Linked DNA regions of Sus scrofa: region 2 is linked to region 1. The links are chromatin contacts, called in public Hi-C maps. All regions are on one chromosome and are shown on one strand. Each heading gives the region's core, a stretch centred on a gene start, on an enhancer-like site or on the middle of the called end of the contact. The rest is flanking DNA. Distances are from core to core; before and after follow the strand shown.

Region 1 (5,441 bases), core at 1,620-4,119:
GATTGAACCCATGTCCCCATGGATACTAATCGGGTTCTCCAACCATTGAGCCACGATGGGAACTCCCATTTCACCCTTTAGACAAAGTGCCTTAGGGAATCATTAAAGAATAGGTTACTATAGGATGGCTAAGCTGGTAGTAAATATTTTAGTGTTTAAAAAACTTTGAGAAGTAAATGAAACATTAATAGAGAAAAAGGACCATTTACACAAACTGAATTCTATGCTTGCTTTTTTTTTTCTTTCTTTCTTTTTTTTTTTTTTTTGTATGTACTTTCAATACTTTCCAAGAGATTCTGTCATAGAGACCAAAAGAGAACACTTGAGTGTACACACTGAATCTTGGTTAGGAATATGGACAAAGGTTTCATAACAGCTAGAGGAGGGAAGCAGGGTGGACAGTGTTTTGGCAAGGAAATGGAAACAGAAGGGAACAGCCAAGAAGTAAGAAACTCCCTTTCCATATGATCATCTATGGAAATAAGAACAAACCTCATTCTATAAAACAAAGGCAATGAGGTCAGGGAAACAACACTGACAATTATGGACCAGAATTTTGTCATGGAAGTCTGTCACCACCAACACATCATGGCCAATTAGTAGCAAATTAGCAAATATTGGCTAAATTTATCTATCTATTCAACAAATATTTTAAATGTCTGCTGCAGTTATGGTGCTCTGTAAGATGTTACGAGAGATATAAAGATGAATGAGATTTCTGGGACCTCAAGGAAACACAGCAGGAGCAATCAATGGCATGAAATATAAGACGGTGTGGACAGTATAAATGAAATTCAGGGTTTCAGCAAGGAATAAGGAATCTCTGACTGCGCTGACTAAGTAGAAAGGTTTCATGAAGGTGGTGGTTTAACTTAAAGGGACAGAGAGAGAAAACAGGAGAGAGGAGGCAGGCATCACCTATGGAGACTGTAAGTGAAGGTACAGGTGTCGATGAGTGATACGTATGAGAGGACTAGCAAGCTGTCTAGTTATATGCATCAAATTACTGTAAGAGAGTGCTATGACATTAGCCTGGAAAAGCATTAACAGCCTAGACTATAAAAGCATACGATGCTATGCTAAAAGGTTTAGTCTCTATTCAGAGGCAGCTGGGAGCCACTGAAGATGCTTCAGCACAGAAGTGGTATGTGTTGTGCTGTAATTCAGGAAGAATGTACAAGTCTTTAGCTTCATCAAGTTTAATCTCCTTTGACATCATGCCATATTCCATGATCCTTACCCAGTCTCATTTGCTATTATACTCAAGACAGGTAGATGGTTGGTCTGTCAAGTTTCACAATTAGGATATGGTTCTTCCTACCTCAATGTCCCTGGCTCTTAGGACAATCGTGGTTTCTGGAATACCCTACCTTGTCTCTCCACGTTAACCAAAATCTACCCTTCAAATCCCACTTTTCTAGTTAAGTGCTCTGCCTACTCTAACACTCCTTATAACTATGCTATGAACTATGATGGTCCTTAGACTGTGAGAGACTCACTTTATGGTTTCTGTTCTATACTGTTCCTTGATGCTGTGTGTTAATCTGCCTCTAAGTAGAATGACAAGTTCCTTAAAACCCAGGTGCTTCTTCAATCTAAGGGTGTCAAAAATGGTATTAGACATCCAAAGGCTAAATGAATAACTGATTATGAATTCATTTAATACCACAATCATAATCTTAAGACTTTTCAAATAACTGACCAGATTTATTTATTAAACAAGAGGGGAAAAAAAAGTCTGTCAGTGTTAACATACGCAAAAGGTGAAGAGTCTTAAAAGTGCTCCTGATTTAAAGGATAAAAGCCCTGGCCAGATAAGAAAACTCACGTTCAAAATAGCCATACCCTTAGGAAAGTTTTGAATCCCACATAAAATGAAAATGTGTTACTTTAGGAAATTACCCGATTTATTTATTTATTTTTTTTACTTCACAGCAAAAAGAATAGCTCTAGCATAGTCACTCAGTCAGACAAGCCAAAAAATGATTCAGCTTCCCATGGAAGACTTCCCTCATCCTTCCAAGGCAAACACACTAGTACAGTCATGCCTTCCAAAGAAAAATGTAGAGGTATAACTTGCTCATAATTTATCAGTTGCCCAAAAGACAAAGCAAAGGGAAAAGAGAAAAATCCTTCAAGAAGGAAACCTACTTTTAAACACTACTGCCAGAGGATAAAGAGAACAGAAACATATAGTAAAAGAAAAATGCTGCTATGAGGAATAAATGAATTAAACAGGTAAAGTACTTTGTATATAGTGCCTGTGACATGAGTACTATATAAGTATTAGTGGCTATAATATTTTCACTTTGTTATCGTCATTACATTTTTTGCCTTATTTTCAAAGTGATATTTAAGTTAGCCTGCAAAAGACACATAAGAAAAAAAACAAGTAGCTGAAAATTCTGATTCGAGTTATAAGTGAAAGAACAGAACACCTTTGCTCTGAATCAGACCACCATGTTCCCTCTGAAAATACTCTGTATCATGACAAGAAAGCTGGACTGGGGGGAAAAGTTAGGTTTTCTTTCCTCTAGTAAGTGGAGCGGGGGGTAGGTAGTTGCTCCAGAAACTAAGTGGAGAAGGGGGTAGGTAGCTGCTCCAGAAACTAAGATTAGAGGAGTCACTCAGCATCTGAAAGCCGAGCTGAGTTCTTTAAAACTTGAGGTCAAGATAGGACTGGGGGCTCAGATGGAAGAGTTAGCCTTGGGAAAAAAGAAAAAGAAGCCTCTTCATCTGAGGCAAAAGGAAAGAAGAAAAGACAGATATTTATAGATTTTTTTTCCTGGCCAATCCCCAACTGCCTAATTTGGACTGAACTTAGAGTGTCCCTGAACAATCCCCACCCAGACAGCCAAAATACCAGTGTGACCACTGGGATAAAGAGCATGCAGCTCCAGGAAGTGACTCTGGGAGGAAAGCATAACACCAGGACAGCCTCTCTGGTCTCTCACCTCTCCTTGTAAGACTCTTCCACTGCCATCATGCAAGTCATCCTACCGTGCTCAGATTAGATCCGACTCTGGCTGCCCCCATGTCCTTGATTCTGCTTTCACGTTCCTCCCCATAGAAGCAAAACAAGTCAAGTCCTTAAGACCCCTTCAAACGCCATCACATCCATGATGCCTCCTCTGAATAATTCAGTCAAAAAACCTGCCTGTCTTTCCTCTCACTCTACTGAACTGTGCCAGCACTCCTACCACACTTAAATCACTCACCAACGATCACAATTATCAAGGTATCTGTTGTATGAGTCTCTTGGACCAAGACATCCACTTCTTTGTATTTCCTTTAGGTTCTTGGGCTTATTTATTTAGCATTTAGCAAATAGTTTCTATGAGAATGAATAAATATCCATCTTTCTGTCTGAAGAGCAATTTTCAGGCAAGGTAACCAATTCTCAGGAGTAGATCAAACTGGTGCAGGCAACCTAGATACAGAAGCTCCTTTATTCACAGATTTATATAAGCCATGGAATTTTGATACACAGACATGCACGAGAGAAAAGGGCATCTACACTGCTCACCACAAATGAATGGCATTAGTGGTTAGACCTTTTTATTAACTAGATATATCAAAAATTAATCAGCAAGTAAAAGAACAGAATTCTCTGCCTACCTTGAATGCTTTTTTAAAATAAAAATTTCAGGAGTTCCCATTGTGGCACAGTGGTTAATGAAGCCGACTAATATTCATGAAGATGCAGGATGGATCCCTGGCCTTGCTCAGTGGGTTAAGGATCTGGCATTGCCATGAGCTGTGGTGTAGGTCGCAGATGCAGCTCAGATCCTATGTTGCTGTGGCTGTGGTGCAGGCTGGCAGCTGCAGCTCCGATTCGACCCCTAGCCTGGGAACCTCCACGTGCTGTGGGTGCAGCCCTAAAAAGACAGAAGACCAATAAATAAATAAATAAAAATTGTAAAAAGTAAAATAAAAATTTCACTTTGGGAGTTCCCTTGTGGTGCCACGTGTTAAGGATCTGGTGTTATCACTGTAGCAGCCTGTGGCATGTGGAAGTTCCCAGGTCAGGGACTGAACCCACGGCACAGCACCAACTCAAGATGCTACAACGACAACACCAGATCCTTAACCCACTGAACCACAAAGGAACACCTAATGTGAATATTTTTAATGCAAACTTTGAAAATAGAAAAAAACAAAAAACTGTTGCCAGTGAAACAATCAATTTAGGACCAAGTTTCATGGAAGCATTTTGATAATTTCTCCAAAGATATGTGTGTGTATGTGCATGTGTGCTCGTGAACGTGTGTTTAACAGTTCAGAAGACATGCTTAGCACTGACCATTTGTGTACCCTGTCAAGGACAGTACATCTAGCAAATCAGGGAACCCATGAACATAGTGTAAAAAACTTGTAGGACAACAAAGCATTATTAGGGTTACCCTCTGAGCTCCCAGCACTGAGCAGGAAGGACACATAGAAAGCCTTTGCTCTGTTCCTGCAACTTGCCATCTGTAAGACTATTATTTGTTCTCCCTTGCCTCCTCTATGAGAATGTTATCATAGTAAGCATTAGTAGTCTTCAAAAGAGCACAGTATTATTTAATATGGCTACTGGTACTTTCTTTCATACAAGTAGTTTTCCTGGGTCTGAATTCTAATAGCTCTATGCCTCTAACTCTTACACTGATAAACCCAAAGATCTGTTCTGTGTCACCACAAAATCAACTATCTGAATTCTACATAGACAGAATGATGAACCATATTTTTTAGTTCAATCCCAAATATTCATATAAATGAGTTATCAATGAGGAAATTTCTCTTTTCTACCTAGTCTTTAGCTGCAACTCCTGCCATACTGATTAAATCATTTTTTTTTTTTAAGGAGCTGAACTAACAAAACTTAAAAGCCTCAAACATATTTGTTATGGAAACCAGCAAACAGAATTTTAAAAGAAAGGGAGCTACTTAAGATTATCAGAGCCCCAAGGAAAGAAACTGATAAATAACATTATACTCTTAGGTAAAGTTGACTGAAGTTATACGAAAATTTGTCAATTAACTAAAAGCAGCCTTGCCAAAGTTCTTCCACCCTACATTATAAACACCTGTCCTGTGTGAGACACCGTGACAGATCACTGTGCATGGAGCATGGCTAAGGCAGCATCCCTGGCAGGAGGCAGTGGAGCTCCAGGTGGCATCCTATGCGGGCCTCACAGTCCCAGGACAGTTCCAGTGAGAGCTAAGAGAAGGGTGCACAGGAGGCCTGAGAGGATGGAGAGTGTGGCACAGGACAACACAGCACATCTGAGAAGGCTCAAAGAGTCAGAGAGTATGCAGGTAGAGTTCAAGGATGCATTTCAGGCAGAGCGTACCACGGAGCAAGGAGAGCGATGGTTTTACTGCATAAAGAGGAGTCTGGTGTGGCTGGTAGCTGCACTATGGATGGAACAGCAGACTGGATGTGAATGTAATCTCAG
Region 2 (5,441 bases), core at 769-3,268, 91 kb before region 1:
GAGAAGGTGATAAGCACCATGGGAAAAAAAAAAAAAAAAAAAAAAAAAAAAGGGCAGAGTTCCCACTGTGGTGCAGCAGGTTAAGAATCCTACTCCAGGAGTTCTCGTCATGGCTCAGTAGTTAACGAATCTGACTAGGAACCATTAGGTTGCAGGTTTGATCCCTGGCCTTGCTGTGAGCTGTGGTGTAGGTTGTAGACACGGCTCGGATCCTGTGTTGCTGTGGTGCAGGCCGGCAGCTACAGCTCCGATTAGACCCCTAGCCTGGGAACCTCCATATATGCCACGAGAGCGGCCCTAGAAAAGGCAAAAAAAAAAAAAAAAAAAAAAAAAAAAAAAAATCCTACTCCAGTGGCTCAGATCGCTGAGGAGACATGGGTTTGATTAGCCCCTAGAAGGGGAACTTCCATATGCCCTGGGTGTTGCCATTAAAACAAACAAATAAACAAACCAAAAACACACCATAAACCACAATGTGGGAATTGGGAATGCTGGGTAAGGGGAAACATCAGGCCTGTGAGAGCTTCCATTTGAATTTTCAGGAGAAATCAGAAATCCAAATTGATGCGAAATCTGCTTTTTCAATAAATATACTATTCAAATGAGAAAAAAAAAACATGCCAAGAGCCAAACAAGACCCATGTCCATGGGCCAAATGAGGTCCAGGTATAGAAGTCTGTCATCTTTACACTAGTTCAATACTTCTCTAAGCATCATCAGCATCAGCATCATCTAGGAATTTCACCCCTACCCAGAATCTGAACCTCTGGATGTGGGGCCCAGTGTCATTTTCTAACAAGTGTCCATGGTGATTCTGATGCACATTCAAGTTTGAGACCACTGCACTAGAGAAATGCATTTGGTTACTGGTGAAGCACACAGTATGCTGAGCATCTATACAGACACAGCTGGAGACTACTCTTCTGACAAGGAACAAAATGACATTTATGAGTAACTACAATGCTGAAAACCACAGAGGCCATCTAAATGTCCATCTGCCCCTACTCCCACACTCTTTAAGGGCCTCTTGACATGCAGTGCATGTTACCACATGGCCTGCATACTCAGAGCACGTACACCATACACTCCCCACTCTTGTCATGTGATCAGAGCCATCCACAGGAACCTGCGGAGTAAAGTGGTGCCTGACAGGCTCCTTTACCCTTGACACTCCCCAGACCACCAGCCTGCCAGAGCCCCCCAATTTCCACCTGCTGCCCACACAGTCCTCGAGGAGGAAGCCAGGCTCCTAATAACAGAGCAGGTGTGCAGACATGGTTGAGAAGAAAGCCACTTCAACAGTGACACAGATTAACATCACAGAGAAATGTGTACATTATTAATGTGGAGAAATTCTCAAAGTATTTTACCTTCCAAAAGCTGCAAATTCCCATATGTGTTCATCAAGAAAAGAAAAGTCATTTTTGGTTATTTTGGTCTCAAATGGCACCAAATAATTAAACAAAAACTACAACCTCGAGTTACCCCAGGTCTGAGGATTTTATTGGTTTAGCCAGAAATGTCTTACCTTCATTTTGACCTTTGCACAGGAGGTGAGACTTTCTCGACAGCCTTTATGGACAAAAGCACTGCAATCTGAAAGGAGGGCAAAATCCATGGTGACATTAATACCCAGCAAACAGATCCCAGAGTCTGATCTTCCCCCGCCACAGCAACCTTTGGACTTCCAGGTGAAGCCACTTGCATGTGTGAATGTGACTAACTGAAATTACAGTCTGAGGCCTCTTTCAGGAAGCAGGCATGAGATGTCATTTGGAGGAGAAACAGAGCAGATGTGATTTCCGATTAATGAAAACTAGACATCTGGAACTTCTTGGGCAGGAAGCTGAAAGGCTACCAAAACTAAAAGTGAAAGTGTTTGTCATCGGTAGATAAGTCTAAGGCACAAATAATACACAAATGATAAGTATTTATACATACACATATGGGCACTGACATATATACACAATAACAACATCCACCTTAAAAGGGGTTGTGAAATTTGTATGACTCTGTCAAAAGTAGAGTATGATTATGAAAATCTGCCTGTTTATGTAGTTCAACTTGGGATCCTAACTACTCTGAGCTTTTTGCAACTCAGCACCCTGAGTCAAGAGCCTCTGAAGAAATATCATCAGAACTACCCCAAAGCACCTCTGGGAACCCTGAGTCAAGAGAAAGTGGGAGACTTCCTGAAAGATGAAGCAGAGATTTCCCCAAAAGATGAAGCAGAGTCCACAATACACCAAGGACACAATTTTTATCTCAACTCTATTTCTCATTTCTTGGTCCACAAGGGCCACTGATGTAAAAGCCCAGCCCTCTGTGCCTCCAAAGGGCTGTGGTCAGCTCATACTGCTGCTATGATGTCATAAAACAACTATGTCAGGAGGCCAGAGGTGAAGAAGAAACAAATAAAAGAGCTGCCTGTGGGGACACCCCATGAAAGAGCGCCTCCAGGGAAAGGCTCCCTGAGAAAATCGGACAGACACCATCCACACAACACTTCACACGTTGATTCAGGAAGCACCACAGGCCCTGCCTATGGCGACCCACTAATCATGAGCCACAATGCTCTGCTGGCTCAGAGGTATGGGCTACAGGATACTAGAATGGAGACTGCCAGAACCCTAGACCCCAAAGCTTTTTTTCCCATTCCTTCCTCAATGCTTACTTGGTTCACAGGTCTTTTCCTAACACACCAGTTACAATGGGTTGGGTCATCTTTCGGTTTTCTCCTCCACTGGGTGCTCCTCCAGGGTAGGGTCCCTTTACCTACTGCTGAATCTTCAATGACATCTCCAGCACAGGGCCTGGCTCATGCCACCTATTCAAATGTCTGTTTTAGATCTTATGTCTATTTAATCCAAAAGACAAGCACCCTGACACAACCTTGATTACAGTATATCAAATACCAACTTATTAACACTAAAGGAGAACGAGAATAACAGCTGTCACAATAAATGAGATTTAGGTCCTGGCTCTCTTAACTAGTTAATGTGACTCTATGCAAGTTCCTTCTCTACAGGCCTCAGTTCTCTCATCCATAAAATGAAAGCAAGGACCACATTTCTCCACAGGCTCCCTTCCTCTGTGATTCTACAAGACTCCTTCCTTATGCTTCATCTCCTGAAGAAAGATACTTTTTTGAAGTAAATCCACTGGATTGTTCTATAAGGTTCATGTTGCAGAAGAGTTTTCAATTTCTTAGTCATATAAATTATCACTAGGACAGACCATCCTTCAGGGCATGGTTAGAGAGGGACTAAGTAATCAATAGGCCAACTGGAGGGATCCTGGCTAATGCTATTGCCATAAAAGTGGCGATCAGGAGCAATTCCACTTTTGTCTGGAAGTGGGGCGGAGTGAAACTATTCTGGGCCTTGGTCTTTCACTCCCACTCCTGGGCATATCAGGGTTCCTCTCTTGCCAACATCACTGTCTGGTCATTTTCCTGATATTAATCAATCAGAAGAGACATCCAAGTTCATTTACCAATAGCAGCATGAGAGACTCTCCTGGGAAAAGCTCATTCAGGGAATCTCAAGAGGAAAAAACCTGGAAGGTGTTATCTCAGTCACAACTCTATTCTTGCTCCCACTGTTTTCCTCTCCAGGAGTACACGGTAAGGGAGTTACATGGATGCTAGGCTCCTTGTAATTTCCACCGTTTGTGATCATGACCGTTTCCATATAAGTCGTGAAACTATTCTAGAAGCCAGCAGTTATGAAAAGGTTATATATCACTGAATGTTAATGCCAGAGTTTCTCACCAACATCCCTTTCTGGGCACTAGGAAGCCTTGCAGAAAGAGACCCTTGAGGAGTGACTCATTCTAATCAGCAAAGGGGAACATTTTGAGGATATTTTTCTTAAGAACCAGAAACCACTGGACCTCATTAATTTGTCTAGTTCTCTGCTACTTGGAAATAAGGATAAAATTTGACAAAGAAATCGTCTTAACTGCTCAAGAGGAAAAAAGCAGAATTGCAATTTGCAAACAGAAACCCACATGACTCTTGAAACCACACCACCTACCCCCAAACTCAATGCCTTTATGCCCTTCCGCACATAATGCAACAGAACTCATGTTCCAGGGTCTAGACTCTAGTGAACTAGAGACTAAAGACTTTAAGCCACACTAACCAACAGTCTTCCGGAAAGAGTCAAGGAGGCTGAAGCATTTGTCCTTAATGATTTGTATTACAACTTTTTTGCCTTTCATTCCCAGAAACTCTTTAATGGCTTCCCTTCATCTTTAGTATCAAGCTCCAACTTCTCACTAGCTTCATGTGGCCTGTCAGGTATTGCGTATGTTTCTAACCCCTTGCCATGTTCTGTCACACCTCCAGCTCTGAACACGCCGCTGCCTGCACCTGAGCCCTTCCCTCTCTGCCCTCCTTGACTGGGCTGGCAGACTCGGCTCTATGATGTCTTCTCTGACTCCCTACCTCTGCACTTCTGGTATCCCATGCCTGCCTCCATCACGATACTCTACTGAAATGGCCACACTCTTCCTCTGGACAGAAAATTACTGGAGGGAATCTAATTTGTCTTTTTAAACTTTACATCTCTATTTCCAGCCTCAGGCCCATAATAGTCACTAAATGTCTAAAGAATAGAGAGGGGTGAACAGGGCAGTTCCAAGCTGCTGGACCCACAGCAAGAAGCATAACAAAGTCGTTGAGGCCACATCTGTATTCATTTTCTAGTAAGAGAGAATGTGCTTCCCCATCGCACCACTATCCTTACTAAGGATACGTGCCTCTCCTCCCCTCCCCTGCTACACTAATGCCTGGGACCACGTATCAGTCTTGTTTATCCATCGCCTCTTTCTCATGCACAGGTTTCTCACCTCCCCCCCCCCCCTTTTTTTGGTCTTTTTGGTTTTTTTAGGGCTGCACTTGAGGCATATGAAGGTTCCCAGGCTAGGGGTCCAATCAGAGCTGTAGCCACTGGCCTATGTCTCAGCCACAGCAATGCAGGATCCGAGCTACGTCTGTGACCTACACCACAGCTCACAGCAACGCTGGATCCTTAACCCACTGAGCAAGGCCAGGGATCGAACCCTTATCCTCATGGATGCTAGTTGGGTTCATTAACCGCTGGGCCATGACAGGAACTCTCCCTCCCCTTCTTTTCCCTCTGTCTTTCACATACATTGTCTTTAATCCCTTTAAATACACCCCTTTAATCACCTTCTCTCAGAACCTGCTTAGGTACCTTTAGGAGAACCTCTGGTTTCACTCCATTTTACTTAAACAAAATACTCTTTGAAACACAGGCAATATAAGTAGATGAGGAAAACTAATGAGCTCATATCAAGGACAAAGAAAACCACACATTTTGAAATGGAATTAACCGTAGTACCACACCCAATAACACTATCTCAGGAATGTTTAAAACTCTTCATTAAACAGTAAGAAACAGATAAGAACCCAA

What was found. A called contact is a pair of places that touch in the nucleus more often than the background predicts.
Region 2: a contact with region 1 is called in a Hi-C map of liver, with 1.7 times the contacts expected there. The contact joins two enhancer-like sites. A contact is called at or near these places in 2 of 5 promoter capture datasets (fetal liver and liver), 6 of 47 Hi-C or Micro-C datasets (blood, fibroblasts, liver and 1 more) and 2 of 2 datasets of contacts at active chromatin or transcription factors (alveolar macrophages and skeletal muscle).

What each region holds. Positions count from the first base shown.
Region 1 is chr7:88,093,194-88,098,634 of Sscrofa11.1, reverse strand. All of the region lies in intron 8 of AKAP13 (A-kinase anchor protein 13), which reads right to left. Among named protein-coding and RNA genes, the nearest start is that of KLHL25, 200 kb to the left of the region's middle. Within about 2 kb of position 2,869, at least 9 of the 83 cell types and tissues checked have an H3K27ac peak or open chromatin away from gene starts, as enhancers often do. A contact at or near this core is called in liver, where this site is marked.
Region 2 is chr7:88,183,113-88,188,553 of Sscrofa11.1, reverse strand. It overlaps AKAP13 (A-kinase anchor protein 13), which reads right to left. Exons shown (of 38, transcript XM_021099912.1): 19 at 1,529-1,596. Among named protein-coding and RNA genes, the nearest start is that of KLHL25, 110 kb to the left of the region's middle. Within about 2 kb of position 2,018, at least 28 of the 83 cell types and tissues checked have an H3K27ac peak or open chromatin away from gene starts, as enhancers often do. A contact at or near this core is called in liver, where this site is marked.